Regions from separate parts of the Sus scrofa genome. Here all the other regions are linked to region 1. The links are chromatin contacts, called in public Hi-C and HiChIP or PLAC-seq maps. All regions are on one chromosome and are shown on one strand. The core of a region is the stretch at or near the end of the contact, and the rest is flanking DNA. Distances in the headings are between cores, read along the strand shown.

Region 1 (3,403 bases), core at 622-3,121:
AACTCCTCTCCCTCTCCCTCTCTTTTTTTTTTTTGTCTGCTGGTGGCAAATGGAAGATCCCTGGCTAGGGAACCTGTGCCACAGCAGTGACCTGAACCACTGCAATGATAATACCAGATCCTTAACCCACTGTGCCACAAGGGAACTCCCTTGGAGAGGATTCTTAAAATGGATACTAGTAATGTTTCAGACAGGAATCTCAATAACAAGGAAGAACTGCTCTCTGAGAAATCAATGGGAGTCTCTCACCTTTCCCACCTTGGCTGTGCACTCTGGGTCCACTGGAGCTTTGCCCTTTAACAGCAAGGTCTTCACAGACTCTGAGGAAAGACAGATACATAACACATGTACTTCGACGGAAGTCAAAAACAGCTGTCATGGTTAGATGGAAACCTGTCATAATGAACTTTGCCCTTCCCAAGTACAGCAGTGAAACAAGTGCTGATTCAGAAGGTGATGGAAATGGGAAGGGCTATAATAGACCTTATCTACCCAGGTCTCAGTTTATCTCAGATACATGAAACTGAACATTTTGAGAAAGTAGATTAGTTGTACGGTATGCCCCACAGGTAGAAAGTTAATTATATCTTCAAGAAAGGAAGAGATAAGAGTTGAAAGAACAAGATATCCCCTAGCCTCACCCCTCCCAGGAACACTCTTGCTGGCAGATGTTCTCTCTGACCTTGCTTGTCTTCTGTCCTGTCATTGTCAGCCTTTCCTCCAGCCACAGGCTCCCTTTTCACCTGCTGCCTCTGACATCTTCGAATTTTCTTTGCAGGAGGAGTGTCTTCTGTAGCTGTTTTGCCATTAATTTTTGCAGCTTCATTTAATGCTATGGGCAAGACAAATGGACAAAGCAGCAAAAGAAAGAATGAGTACACAATGAAAAAAACACCTTTTGAAAGAAATGGATTGCGATGGTTTTGTAAATTTACAAAAAGAGTAATAACTGCCGCATCACCGTTCTTGAAAACAGTCTGAGTTCCTGAATTGCTGTTCTAGCCAAATAAAACAAAATAAAATAAAATGAAGCCTTGAGGCTCTTGTAAGACCATGCCTGAGGCATGATTCTCTTCTGCCTGTTTATCTCTTCTGTTTACTGGTGTCCCATCCCCCAAACTCCCTAAGGTGGTAGCAGAGTGCTCCGAAGTCTGTGCCTAACTAGGAGCCCAGCCCTGTCTTTTTCTAGTTGTGGAATCTTAAGTTGTTTCATCTCTTTGTACTTCAGTTGCCCCAACTGAAAAATCCAGAGGATGACAACAACAATATGGAATTTGTAGGGTGGAGCAATACATTAAGAACACAATATACAGAGAGATAGAGTATCTCATCATAAATCAATTGTATGAGCTGCATTTTATCATCTCTGAAACTGGATGCATTTTACAAGTGATAATTTACAAGCAGTGAATCATGTTTTAACTGGAAGCGTTTTTCTTTGCTTGGTGCTACATAAAATAATTAGACACCTTATAATTAATTTTTTAGATTGTATGACATTAGATATTTAAAATAGTGTTGGCACCAGGCTAGTTGTTATAGATCAACAACCTGTTATACACAATTCTGCAATCCAAAAAGCTCTTAAAACTGATTGTCAAAGTACAGCACCAAAACAAGTGCTGATTCAGAGGGCGATGGAAACGGGAAGGGCTACAGTTGACAGCACCGTTCATTTTCCGACTTCCCGCCTCCCGGCATTCCGCCCCCAGCAAAGTGCTCCGAACCTCGCGTCCGGCGGCTGCAGGTCCCTCTCCCGCGCGCAGCCATGGATCCCTAACATCGACGTCATCAACCACTTCCTAGGAATCTGCCGGCGCAGTCTCAAGGCGGGAACATGTATTGCGCGTGCGTCCTGGAGCGAAGCTGCCTGCACCGGACGGGGACGAACGCGCCACAATATTTGCATGTCGCAATGTCTTATGGGAAATCACCATAACTATGAAATCTCTCTACTTATGGGAGTTTTATAAGTGCTCACAGAAGCAGTTTTCCTACGTAGGGCGGAGAGAAGCTCATCGGTGGGGCTACGCGCTGAGTGCATTCAGTCACTCTACCCCATGTCCCTTGGGAAGGTCTGAGACTAGGGCCAAGAGCGGCCCTAACAGGGCCCTCCCTGAATCTCAGGGAGGTGAGTTCCCAGAGAACGGGTCTCCGCGCGAGGGCAGACTGGGCAGGAGATGCCATGAGACCCCGCCTTGAGGAGGGGCCTGGCGGATGCCTCCTGAGCCGGAGCTTGGAACAGACTCACGGCCAGCGAAGTGAGTTCAATGGCTGAGGTGAGGTACCCCGTCAGGGGGCCTCATAACCCAATTCAGACTACTCTCCCTCCGACCTTCTTTTAAAGAAATGCATGATTTAAGCGCATCCTGTGTGTGAGCACTGATCTTCAATAAACGAACTTGAAATACACAGAAATATCTTTTGAGGCAAGGAATATCTTGAGGTAAGGAATGGGGGGGGTTCTCAAAGATATATAGTATAAGGGAAATATTGATAAATTTGATTATATTAAAATAGAGAAATTTTGGGAATTCCCATTGTGGCCCAGCAGTAACGAACCGGACTAGGATCCATGACGACATAGGTTCAATCCCTGGCCTTGTTCAGTGGGTCAGGGATCCGATATTACCCTGAGCTGTGGTATAGGTGACAGACGTGGCTTGGATCCTGTGTTGCTGTGGCCTGATTTGGCCTGGGAACTTTCATATGCCACGAGTGTGTCCCTAAAAAGCCAAAAAAAATTAAATTAAGAAATTTTGTTCATCAACATAAATGAAGAAATTTTTTCACTACTTGCATGCTGTTTGATTACAAATATTAAAAAAAATCGGAAGATACTGGGAGATAATTTTTTTAACTCAAAAAGGAAGCTTAGCAAGGCTAATAGAAAAATAACACGTAAGAATAAATTTTATCTTTTAAAAAGAGCTTCAAAGAAATAGAAAAAGATTTTTTAGAAAAGATACAATTTAAAATAACATAAAAGCATATCAAGTACTTGGGAATAAATCTGACAAAATGTAAGTACTTGCTCAACAAAATGTTTGCTGTATTGGATTGGTTGATCTGTTTCTGAAGATAAATCAAAGCTTGTTGCATCTGACTTAATTATGGCACAAATAAGCTAGACGGGCCTAAAAGGCATTACTTTGGAAATAGGAAGATGTATAAAAATGGAAATTTATTAAAAATATCTAATATTTACTAGAGCTTTCTTTGTGTACTAGACACTGAACTAAGTGCTGTACATGCACAACCTCATTTAATCTTTATATTGATAATAACTAGAAATTATTTAGTGTTTACTATGCAGTAAGCTTTACATTTATTATTTAATTCTCACAGCAACCCTACAGGGTACGTATTATCCTTATCTCCATTTTGTAGTTCAGGAAATTGA
Region 2 (3,319 bases), core at 224-2,723, 360 kb before region 1:
TGGAGTTCTGGGAAGACATACTGACTCCTTCCCTTGCCTTCCTGAAATGCAGACCCAAGTCTCAGACAGCTTCTCCTGTAATAAGACCTCTCACAATTTAAATTGTAGAGACAGAAACAATGTAATCTTTATGCAAAAGAGATTTTTTTTGCCTAAATCCACCAACTATCGCTTTTCAGAAAACGGATAGATTTGATTGGATTAATGATTCTCACATGGAAACTCAATTTGCAAACAAAATAGTCCTCCTTGTCTGAACACACATAAACCAGTGTGTACACACAGAAAATCCCACATGGGTCCACTCACACAAGTAATGCTTAATGAGAGAGTGAAAGACAGGCAGGGACTAAACTGAAAGAGATCTTTAATCCATAACCTTTATTTTATTTTATTTGAATTTTTTGGCCACCCCACAGCATATGGATCAGATCCCAGTCACTGTTGCAACTGAGAAGAGGCGTCTCGGAATCCTTAACCCACTGTGCTGGGCCAGGGATCAAACCTTCATCCCAGCACTGCAGAGATGTTGCCCGCCCAGTTGTGACACCAAGGGAACTCCTGTAACCTTCACTGTAGAGATAAGGAATGGAAGGATGGGGAGATTTGCCCACCTCCAATAGCAAGCTCCGGACAGACGGCACCAAACTGCAGGTGTCTTCCTCCATGTTTGTGGTGACGTCATAGGCACTCTGTGTGATGCTTGTAAAGACTCCAGGTGTGAAACGGGAAGCATGAAATTAGTCCTACCCGGCAACCTGTTTAAGATCACTGACAGACCCGAGCGTTTTCCTTATGGCCCTCACTCCAAGATCTGGAAAGGAAATACACACAATGTGATTTTTACAGGATTAGAGGAAGGAGGCAAGGCCACGGAGGTTCCGTTTCTGCTGGGAGTATCCTTTGCTAAAAGGGACATGTTCATAGCTGTGAATGTCATCTGCTCTACAAAAGCTCTCCACTGGGACTCCCCGGTATTCAAAAAGGAGTCAGAATATCAGCCCCAGAGACAGGAACTTTACTGACTCCCTGGGCACCTGTTGGGAAGTTTCCTGACGACAGGCCCTGTACCAGGAACGGCTGGGAATCTTTTGGATTTATTTGTTTTTTTGGTTTTGGTTTTGGTTTTGGTTTTTTGGCCATACCTGCAGCATGCAAAAGTTACTAGGCCAGGGATTGAACCTTTTTAGGTTGACTGCTCAAGTAAGGAGCAAGAAACACTTCAGTTTGAAAATAGCTTTGTGGAGTTCCTGTCGTGGTGCAGTGGTTAACAAATCCGACTAGGCACCATGAGGCTGCAGGTTTGATCCCTGGCCTTGCTCAGTGGGTTAAGGATCTGGCATTGCTGTGAGCTGTGGTGTAGGTTGCAGATGAGGCTCTGATCTGGCGTTGCTGTGGCTCTGGTGTAGGGCAGCAGCTACAGCTCCAATTTGACCCCTAGCCTGGGAATCTCCATATGCCACAGGAGCGGTCCTAGAAAAAGCAAAAAGACAAGAGAACGAAAAGAAAATAGCTTTGTATACCAGGTGCATCAAGGGGTGAGGGGGCGGTAGGCACCTCCTTTACTGGCAAGTCCTTCTCTGCTCTCTTCATCTCTTACCCAGAGAAATGGGGGGATGGGGTAGTCGTGGGGTAGAAGGAGCATTTGAGAACAATAGTTGGCATGAGTACCAGAAGAATAAGTGTAGCAAGGGGCCAGAGGGGACATCAAGTGCTTGGGCCAAGACTACTTCGAAATAGGCATCTTGGGGGAAAGGGACCTTAACCTGCTCCCTGACTCCACTCTTCCTTGACCTGCTTTCACAGGGAACATGAATCTCACATGGACCCTTCTTTTCCTCTTCCTCCTCTTGGAGCAAACTGTCTTTACTCTAAGTCTGCCCTTCTCAAGACGACATATAGACAACCCCGTGTCATGGGTCCCTGGAGGACACCACCGGTACTGTGATGTGATGATGAGGCGACGGTGGCTGATCCGTGGGGGTAAATGCAAGCAGATCAATACCTTCATTCATGAGGATCTGGCCACCATAGCGGATTTCTGCAGAACTCCACCTGTGCCCTGTACCGGCAGCCGCTCCTTGCAAAGTTGCCACAACAGCACTCGTGATGTCAGCGTCACTGACTGCTTTGCCAGAGCAGGGACCCGGCCCCCCTACTGCCACTACCATAAGAAAGACTCCACCAGGCCCATCCGTGTGGGCTGTGAGGAAGGAGCCCCTGTTCACCTGGACGCCTAGACTCCTCCCAGCCCTGCCACGGCAAGCACAGTGACTTGTACCCTTCCTCCAGATCTTTGAGGCCCTGCCAAAGTCTTCTCTGTAAATGCTTCTTCCCTTGCCAACAAATCACCTATTGTTTCCAGGCAGGAGTATCTCCCTCTTAGCCTCTCCCCCAACCCTAACTCCACACCCTACCCCACACTCCCGCTATGGGGTCAGGTATTTGGGTGCAAGACAAGATGGAGTGGGGGGATAAAGCCCTCTTACCTTGTAAAGGGCATCTACCCTGGAAGAGCCTTGCTCCCACGGAGCGGCTGCTCAAGCCGGGGCGGGGGCTGAGCTAATTAGACCATGAGCCACTCTAAGAAGAACTCCCAAAGAGGCTGGCCCTGGGCAGCCCTGTGTGGTCTAGCTCCCAGGATCCTCCTCCTGGACCTTCAGCTCCCTTCTCCCCAGTGGGCTCCCTGCGGAGACGATTAGGGACGATACCCGAGAGGGAAACCTGCTTTCTCTGTAGAAACAAACCCATACTGCTCAAGGCACGGCCCAGGGAGAAGTGGCAGAGCTGGTGACTCCACAGCGAGCGGTCCCGTCCATCTCACTGGCCCGCAGGGGGCGCTGCGCCACAAGAGTCCCCTTGCCAAGCAAAGACCAGCGCTTCTTCCTAAATTCTGCTCAGGGCAGCGGGAGATGGATTGGAAGTTTCTTAGTTACCAACCCAGGGCTGGAGTATAATAGGTGAATTAACAGAAAATTCAGCCAGCACAAATACACCCTGATGTTCAAAAAACAGACTTTTGAAATTACGATAACGTTCATGCTCTCGTGCTCTTTAGTATTTAACTTGCCACCTTCAGATCTACACCCTAGCACAGCAAGTATAGAGGAAAGGAAATAGATAGGTACAGAGCACTGACTTGTGCTATAAGCTTTGCAGTTTGGCTGCACTGGAAAAGAGCCTATTTCTTTCTTGGACTCTATTACGTGCATACACAATCCCCTTCTGAAGGAAGCTTTTCTACCCTCAAGAGGGAGCAGCTGGCTATAAGTGACCATATTCTCTGCGACTCCAACAAAATGGTGACATGGCTTTGAAT
Region 3 (3,487 bases), core at 115-2,614, 410 kb before region 1:
ACTTGGCAAACTATACGTACTCTTCTTTCCCTGAAGAGTGTTTCAGTACTGAACAAGGACTTTATTTTACTTGAATAAAAACTTAGATCATCTTAAACCAATGGACTTGTAGGAAAAAAAATAAAGATCTATGTGTACCTGCAACATGGCCAGTAGAACTGGAGACCTGAAATATTATTTTATTTAGCTTAATTGAAATAATAAATATAATTATTTTATATTAAACTAATATTTACTTCCATATTGGAAAACATTAAGCATGGTTGAGACATTCTAAATATTTACTTTTTGGAAAATTTGTAAATTTTGGAAAATTTACTTTTTCAATGTTATAAAATCCAAATATTATTTTGTGTAACAATTTAACATTCTAATTGGTGTGTGCTATCAGTGGAAAATATGCCCCAGATTCTTCTCTTATCTACACAAAAAGAAATCCAAAATATTTCAATATTTGTTATTTTATTACATATTAGAGTGCTTTAAATATATAATTTTAAAAACCCCAAAGATCTAAATTTCGACAGGATACTGAAGCACTAACTGACTTTTACTCAAGCCCCAAGGGCAATCCCTGAAATTATCTTCTCTTAGTAAAGCATTATTGTAATAATTGCACTGGCCAGAAAGTCAAAATAGAAACTGCAGTATCTATTTAAGAGACTGTGAAATTATTTCTTGCACTTCAATTCCCACTACTTTTTCAACTTGGTCTACTCGTTAATTAAATACTTGAGCCCTACCTGCGTTTTCCAAGAATTTTTTCTCCAAATGTACAGCCCGTCTTTGCAACTCCTCTGTCTCTACGGGTAAATGCCGGCTCCAGAGATAATTGGTCAGTGCTTGCACCTGCTTCTCCATATTGGGCATAGAGCTCTCTACGGACCAAAATGAAAAGCGGAATCACTTACACGTAAGACCAGTCTACGTTTCTCCTCTAGCTTCCATTTCCCACCGTTACTCACCCAGCAGTAGTAATGTCGCGGCATCGACCAATGCTTGCGGCAGCCGCACGCGCGACAACTGCAGGATGCCAGGGTGCCGGCGATGGGACTTCTTCCCCAGGAAATCGGACTTGTTATCCACCTGGGAGACGCCGGGTACGAGGGCAGCGAGCGCCTGTAGGCCGGGAAAGAAAAGCTGACTGGGGGACAGAAAGGATGGTTGCCGGCACTTGCTAAGGGAGGCGTTGCCGAGAGCGCTCCTCCTCGGCGCAGAGCTGTTATCTAGATCCACAGCCTCTCCGACGGCAGGGAAAGTAATCACTCACCCGGCACCGGGGAGCAACTCCAAGGCCACGGCGCCATCCGCGTAATGTCAGCAGACACCCGGCTCCTGCTGCGGTCGCCATGGTGCCAGAGATAAACCGGAAGCGGAAATGTGGGTGCCGATAACCCGCCCTTCACTCGTCGCAGTGAACCTCCTCCGTTGAACGTCGACGCGGGGCAGAATCAGCCAATGAGGAGGGCGAGTGGTTACTAGGAGCCAATAACAAATCGATATGTAAATCACCTTGGAGACTGCACAAGGCCCTTGGTTCAGAAGTAACCAGCCGGAAGACAGGTGGCCTCAACTCTTTAGGATTTGTCCTCAGGTCCAGAAATAGAGAAGGCTGGATGAGGTAGGGGCGGGCACTCTTTTGGGAAGTCGAGGAATTTCTGTGTGTATTAGCTACCTGTGTTGTTCGTCTTTCTCTCTGGAGAACTCTGGAGCCTTGGAGTCCTTACCTACTGTGAAAAGAAGAGATGAAATAAAAACCAGCACAACACTGTAAATCAACTATACCTTAATTTCTTAAAAAAAAAAAGCATTAAAAAAAAAGGAAATAAGAAAAGCCAGATTTAGGCGACTGAAGATAGCAGAAGTTTATAGTTAATAGATTTTATCTCTTTTGCATGTTAGTTTCTCTTCATATTAATATAAATAAATGGCTTAGATAAATAGCCAGCATTAGAACATATGTGCCAGATAGTGTGGCAAGCACTTTTACATAATGCTACCTCATTTAGCTCCCACAATTCTGTGGGGTAGATTATTTTAACCCCATTTTGCACTTGAGGAAACTGAGTCTTCAGGTGTTTAAATATTATGACAAGATCACAAAGCTTGTTAGGTGACAACTAGATTTAAACCATGGCAGTCTAAGTCTGAGATTCACCTTTAAACATATACCCTACTTCATAATGCACTTAGAATGCAAGTGGTTACTTAGAATGCAAGTTAGCAGGTTAGTTAAGAACACTGGTCTGAAGTGTTAACATGTAGCATTAAAAATAACTTACTGTGTTCTAACCTCGTGATTCTTATGGCACACCATTAATCAGCTATGGTATTATTAACCTTTTGGGATAGAAATCTGGTGACTGAATGTGTAGAAGTATTGCCTGTGGTGTAAATGTCAGAGTCCAAATATGGTGATTATGGGATAAAATATGGGGAACTATATCAATTGGACAGTTAAATGTCTGATTTTCATTTGAGTTATTAAACTTTGCTTCTAGTAATGGAGGCCTTTCAATAATCTGAATACTCTGGAGTAAGACTTAAGGGGCACTTAGGACAGCTTTGGTAAGTGCCTCACTCACCCCTCTCCTTCCTTTCAGGTTCACTTCTCTACCCCTCATCCCCCCCTTTGATTCATACTGCCACACTCTCATCTCTTGTCAATTCTCATCTCTTGTGTCTTATCTCCTGTGTCACTTTGTTTAACTTTAGATCTCTGACTCAAATGTTAGCAAGATAAAATATCCCTCTCACTGTAGGTTAGCATAAGATTGGCTGTTATTTTTTGACATAGGGAGGTAGTGAAACAGAGATATAAAGTGTTTGGCATCTGGAGTCTGGCAGTCTGAATTTGAATTCTAGAGCAGCAAGACAGTAATAGTTGTTGGAGTTTCCTGTGGTCGGTGGACTAAGGATCTGATGTTATACTGCAGTGGCTTGGGTCGCTGCTGTGACATGGGTTTGATCCCCGGCCCAGGTATTTCTACATGCCATGGGCATAGCCAAAAAAAAAAAAAAAAAAAAAAAAAAAAAGACCATAGCAATTGCTACCTTACAGGGTTATTGGAATGAGGATGTAATGAGATAATGTCTGCCCCAAATAAATGCTCAATATGTTCCCATTATTATCATAAGTGTTATCACATGTATTTTGGGACCTTAAAGCGGGAATAGTTACATTTTAATTTTTATTATGAATTCAGGTCTCATTTCTAAGACAGACTTTAACATGGGGATATTTGGGGCCAAGTAAGTCAAAGCACTGGAAACAGAGAAGTAATGAGCCGGAGAGGTTGGTGGTGCCTCTAAATGTCCCTCCTGCTTTTCCTTTTGAACCACCAATATATAGATATGACTTCCTTTATTCTGACACTGGTCTATTTAGAATTGTTCCCTTCTTTTGGTAATATAACATCTCAAAAGCTGACTTAGTCCTAAATTTATGTGTTTTTTTTGTTTGTTTGTTTGTTTTTTTTTGTTTTTT
Region 4 (3,362 bases), core at 5-2,504, 440 kb before region 1:
CTGCTACCCTCATTTTGCTTGAGAGCTGTCAAAACTTGGGGATCCCCTAGTCCAGACTAGTTTGCAAATAAGAAATTGAAGGCAAGAACAGTGACAGATTGAGCCAAGGTCACACTGGTAGAGGCAGAGCCGGGACTAGAATCCAGAGGTTCTGACACTAGCCATGCTCTTTCCTCCACATCAGCACTTCCTTTTCTCCTCCCCGCCCCCCAAACCCTTCCAGCCTGAACTGATACCTGCTCTCTGTGTTGCCCCGTAGGCCCCTCCAGCCTGTATTGATTCTAGTGGAAGCCTAGAGAAGGCTTGTTCACTGGACTCAGGGGTACAGATTAGGGCAGGTTAGTGACCGGGCAAGGGTTGGTGACCCAGTCGTCCAGATCTTGGCTTTCTGTCCCTAAAAGACCCAGAGTCTGTCTCCCATGTCATTCACCTCATTGCCTTGTTTTCTCAGACCCCTGAGCCAGGAGGAGTGAGAACCCTGACCCCTAACCCCACTGCGTCCAGCCAATAGGAGTCCAGTAAGTGACCCCACCCCCAGGCTGCAGGCCCTTCACTGTGCTGGTCTGCACAGGTGCTCCCCTCCTAACCCGGCAACCGCCAAAAATTGAACATATGTTAACTTCTTTGCAGTCAAGAGGAAGCATCTTGGGAGGAAGGGAGGCATTGGATCAGCTGGACACAGATGTACCTTGTCCTACTTTTCTTGTCTTCCCCCCTCCCCCTCTTGATCATGTTTCTCAGATCATTTTTAGCCCCTCTCCTTTGAGCTGCTGACCTTGGGACTTTAGTTGAAGGTCACATTCAATGGTGAACTTTTACTACTCATCCCTTAGTATCTTTAGAGTACCCAGTCACTGAGCCACTATTTTCACCCCCTACCAAACTAGAAGTATGGGGTGGCCCCTAAATATAGTCTGAAAACCCACACACACAGCTGCATTGCTGCTCAACCCCCATTACTTCCATCCAGGATGGGGGGGAGGCTCGGGAGGTGTGGGTGTTGAGGGGTGCTGGGGATGGCCAATCTGAGGGGAAGTGGTACCCTGATTTCTCTTCCACAAGCCCTCTCCCCCAGCAGCCTGGTTCCAGCGCTGGGGGCAGGCAAGGCTCTTGGTGTGTCCTGGAGAGGTCCTTGGCTCCCGGGGCCCTCTGCACACTGCTTTGTCCAGTGCTGAGAGAGGAAGCCAGGCGTTGGAGGAGGTGTGGCAGTGTGGGGGCAGCCTCTGCAGTCTCCGTGTTTCCTCACCCTGCCAGGCCACCATGGCGGAGCTGCAGGAGGTGCAGATCACGGAGGAGAAACCGCTGTTGCCAGGGCAGACACCCGAGGTGGCCAAGGTTATCCGAGACCCTCTGACTCCCAGGCCTGAATTCCAGAACTCCAGGCATCCCCCCACTTCTTGCCTTCCCAAATTCATGACCTCATTCTAACCCACACCCCTACTTTCTCCACATCTACCTGTGTTTCTCTCCCCATACACCACACCGAGAGCCCAGGCTTTTGTCCTGTCACTACACTAACTTTCATCCTTTCCATGTCTCTTTTTGTCAACCTCTTTCTGTCTTTGGTCTCTTTTGGTCTCTCTACCTACCTTTCTTTATCTGTATCTGTCTCTCCGTCTGTGACCCTACGTGGCTGTGTGTCTCTGTGTGTATCTGTGTGTCTCTCTCCAGGAGGCTGAGTTAGCTGCCCGAATCCTCCTGGACCAGGGACAGGTAACCAGCTTGGGGCAGCCCCAGGTGGGAGGAGGGGCTCTCCCCAGGAAGGAGAGGGCCCCTACCCGGCTCTTGGCTTTTCCATCTCTCCGCTTCCTCTCCTTTTCCAGTCCTCTCCTGTCCCCGTCGCTCCCCTTCCCTTCCTTTCTCCTCCCTACGCAGAGTTCCCTGATGCTCTCCAATCTTTCATTATGCTTTTCCACCCTCAAAATCATCCTCCAGTGTCAAACTAAATTCTTGCTGATGCTATTTCTAAATCTTGGGTCCCATCGCCTCTCTTTGCCCCTCCCCCACCTTAAAGCCCCAACTTTTGTGGAGGTTCCTCTTCTGCCTCTTTTCTTCTCAGCCTAAATCCTACCTGATGGTGACCTCTTTTCCTGCAGACTCACAGTGTGGAGACACCTTATGGCTCTGTCACTTTTACTGTCTATGGCACCCCCAAGCCCAAACGCCCAGCGATACTCACCTACCATGATGTGGGACTCAACTGTAAGGGCCTTCACCTTCCCCTTCCATTTCTTTCTGGGAAGAGGCCTGGAGGGGGGCACGGTTAACCCTGATGTGAAAAAAAAAAAAAACAAAAAAAAAACAAAAAAAACTAAAGCAAACAACCCTGGTGTGAGAAGAAGGGTCAGGAAGGGAGCCACGTGGCATGTCAAGTTCTCTCCTAGTCTGACTGTGGCGGGAGAGAAAGAGGGTGGGTTGTGACTTGGGGACATTTCTCCTGTCTGATTCTACTATTGGGGTCATGGGGATTCTCTTTAGATAAATCCTGTTTCCAGCCGCTGTTTCAGTTTGGGGATATGCAAGAAATCATTCAGAACTTTGTGCGGGTCCATGTGGATGCCCCTGGGATGGAAGAGGGGGCTCCCGTGTTCCCTTTGGGGTGAGAACTAGCTCCTTCCCTCCTCTTCAGACTGTGAGGCGCACGACAGGTGTGACCTGGGGGTTGGACCAGGGGAGGAGGGAAGGGCGTGGTGGTGATTCTGGGAGAGGATGAAGAGGACACTGAGGTGGGGGCCTGGGGGCAGGTTGGTATTTTCCTTAACATTGCTTTCCTCCCCAGATATCAGTACCCGTCTCTGGACCAGCTTGCAGACATGATCCCGTGCATCCTACAGTACTTAAAGTGAGAGGCTCGGGGGCCCCTCCAAGCCAGAGTTCTCTCTCTAGCACAGGGTGGCCCTTAGAACTCCTGTGCCCACCCAGGCTCTGGGTGAATTCTGTCTGGCCTAGATATACCCTCCCTCCTCCATGCCCCCACCTGATTGTCAGAGGAAGCAGGTGGATTTGGAAAACACTTGAGTCAGCGGAGTAGCCCTAAGGGACAGAGGAGAGGAAGAGGAAGCTGGGTGCATGGCCCTGCCTTAGGCTGAGGAGGGACTTCTCTGATCTGGAAGCTAGAGAAGAGGAGGGGGGCGACATGGTCCGGGAGGAACCAGACAGACCTGTCTTTCCCTCCCACTCCCTCTGCCTCCTCCAAACACACACCTGGTGCACTGGGTGCCCGCCCTGCATCTAAGAGGAGTGGGAGAAGGAAGAGAAAACTGGGTGAGGCCTCGGTTGTGCACACTGAGTGTTGCACGATGCCTGTGCTCTGTCTTTGGCTTGGCTTTTTCTGGGCACCGGGGCCCTGGGCAGCTCTGGTT

The links. Hi-C and Micro-C count contacts between places; a contact is called where the count stands out from the background. HiChIP or PLAC-seq counts read pairs in DNA pulled down with a chosen protein or histone mark.
Region 2: an H3K27ac HiChIP or PLAC-seq map of alveolar macrophages shows a contact between it and region 1. The contact joins the promoter of LOC110261716 here to the promoter of PARP2 in region 1. A contact is called at or near these places in 1 of 47 Hi-C or Micro-C datasets (subcutaneous adipose tissue) and 1 of 2 datasets of contacts at active chromatin or transcription factors (alveolar macrophages).
Region 3: an H3K27ac HiChIP or PLAC-seq map of alveolar macrophages shows a contact between it and region 1. The contact joins the promoter of METTL17 here to the promoter of PARP2 in region 1. A contact is called at or near these places in 2 of 2 datasets of contacts at active chromatin or transcription factors (alveolar macrophages and skeletal muscle).
Region 4: a Hi-C map of liver shows a contact between it and region 1, with 5 times the contacts expected there. The contact joins the promoter of NDRG2 here to the promoter of PARP2 in region 1. A contact is called at or near these places in 2 of 5 promoter capture datasets (liver and skeletal muscle) and 1 of 47 Hi-C or Micro-C datasets (liver).

Annotation. Positions count from the first base shown.
Region 1 is chr7:78,549,522-78,552,924 of Sscrofa11.1, forward strand. PARP2 (poly [ADP-ribose] polymerase 2) reads right to left here and starts at 1,872. Exons shown (of 16, transcript XM_005656314.3): 1 at 1,728-1,872; 2 at 683-832; 3 at 250-320. The coding sequence starts at 1,770.
Region 2 is chr7:78,187,061-78,190,379 of Sscrofa11.1, forward strand. LOC110261716 (ribonuclease 4-like) reads left to right here and starts at 1,474. Exons shown (of 1, transcript XM_021100006.1): 1 at 1,474-3,319. The coding sequence starts at 1,812. The coding sequence ends at 2,240.
Region 3 is chr7:78,143,958-78,147,444 of Sscrofa11.1, forward strand. METTL17 (methyltransferase like 17) reads right to left here and starts at 1,365. Exons shown (of 14, transcript NM_001244326.1): 1 at 1,271-1,365; 2 at 966-1,119; 3 at 744-878. The coding sequence starts at 1,351. It overlaps LOC110261608 (a long non-coding RNA gene), which reads left to right and starts at 1,471. Exons shown (of 4, transcript XR_002345954.1): 1 at 1,471-1,621; 2 at 2,502-2,568.
Region 4 is chr7:78,113,118-78,116,479 of Sscrofa11.1, forward strand. NDRG2 (NDRG family member 2) reads left to right here and starts at 1,255. Exons shown (of 14, transcript NM_001078683.1): 1 at 1,255-1,335; 2 at 2,097-2,202; 3 at 2,479-2,599; 4 at 2,780-2,842. The coding sequence starts at 1,261.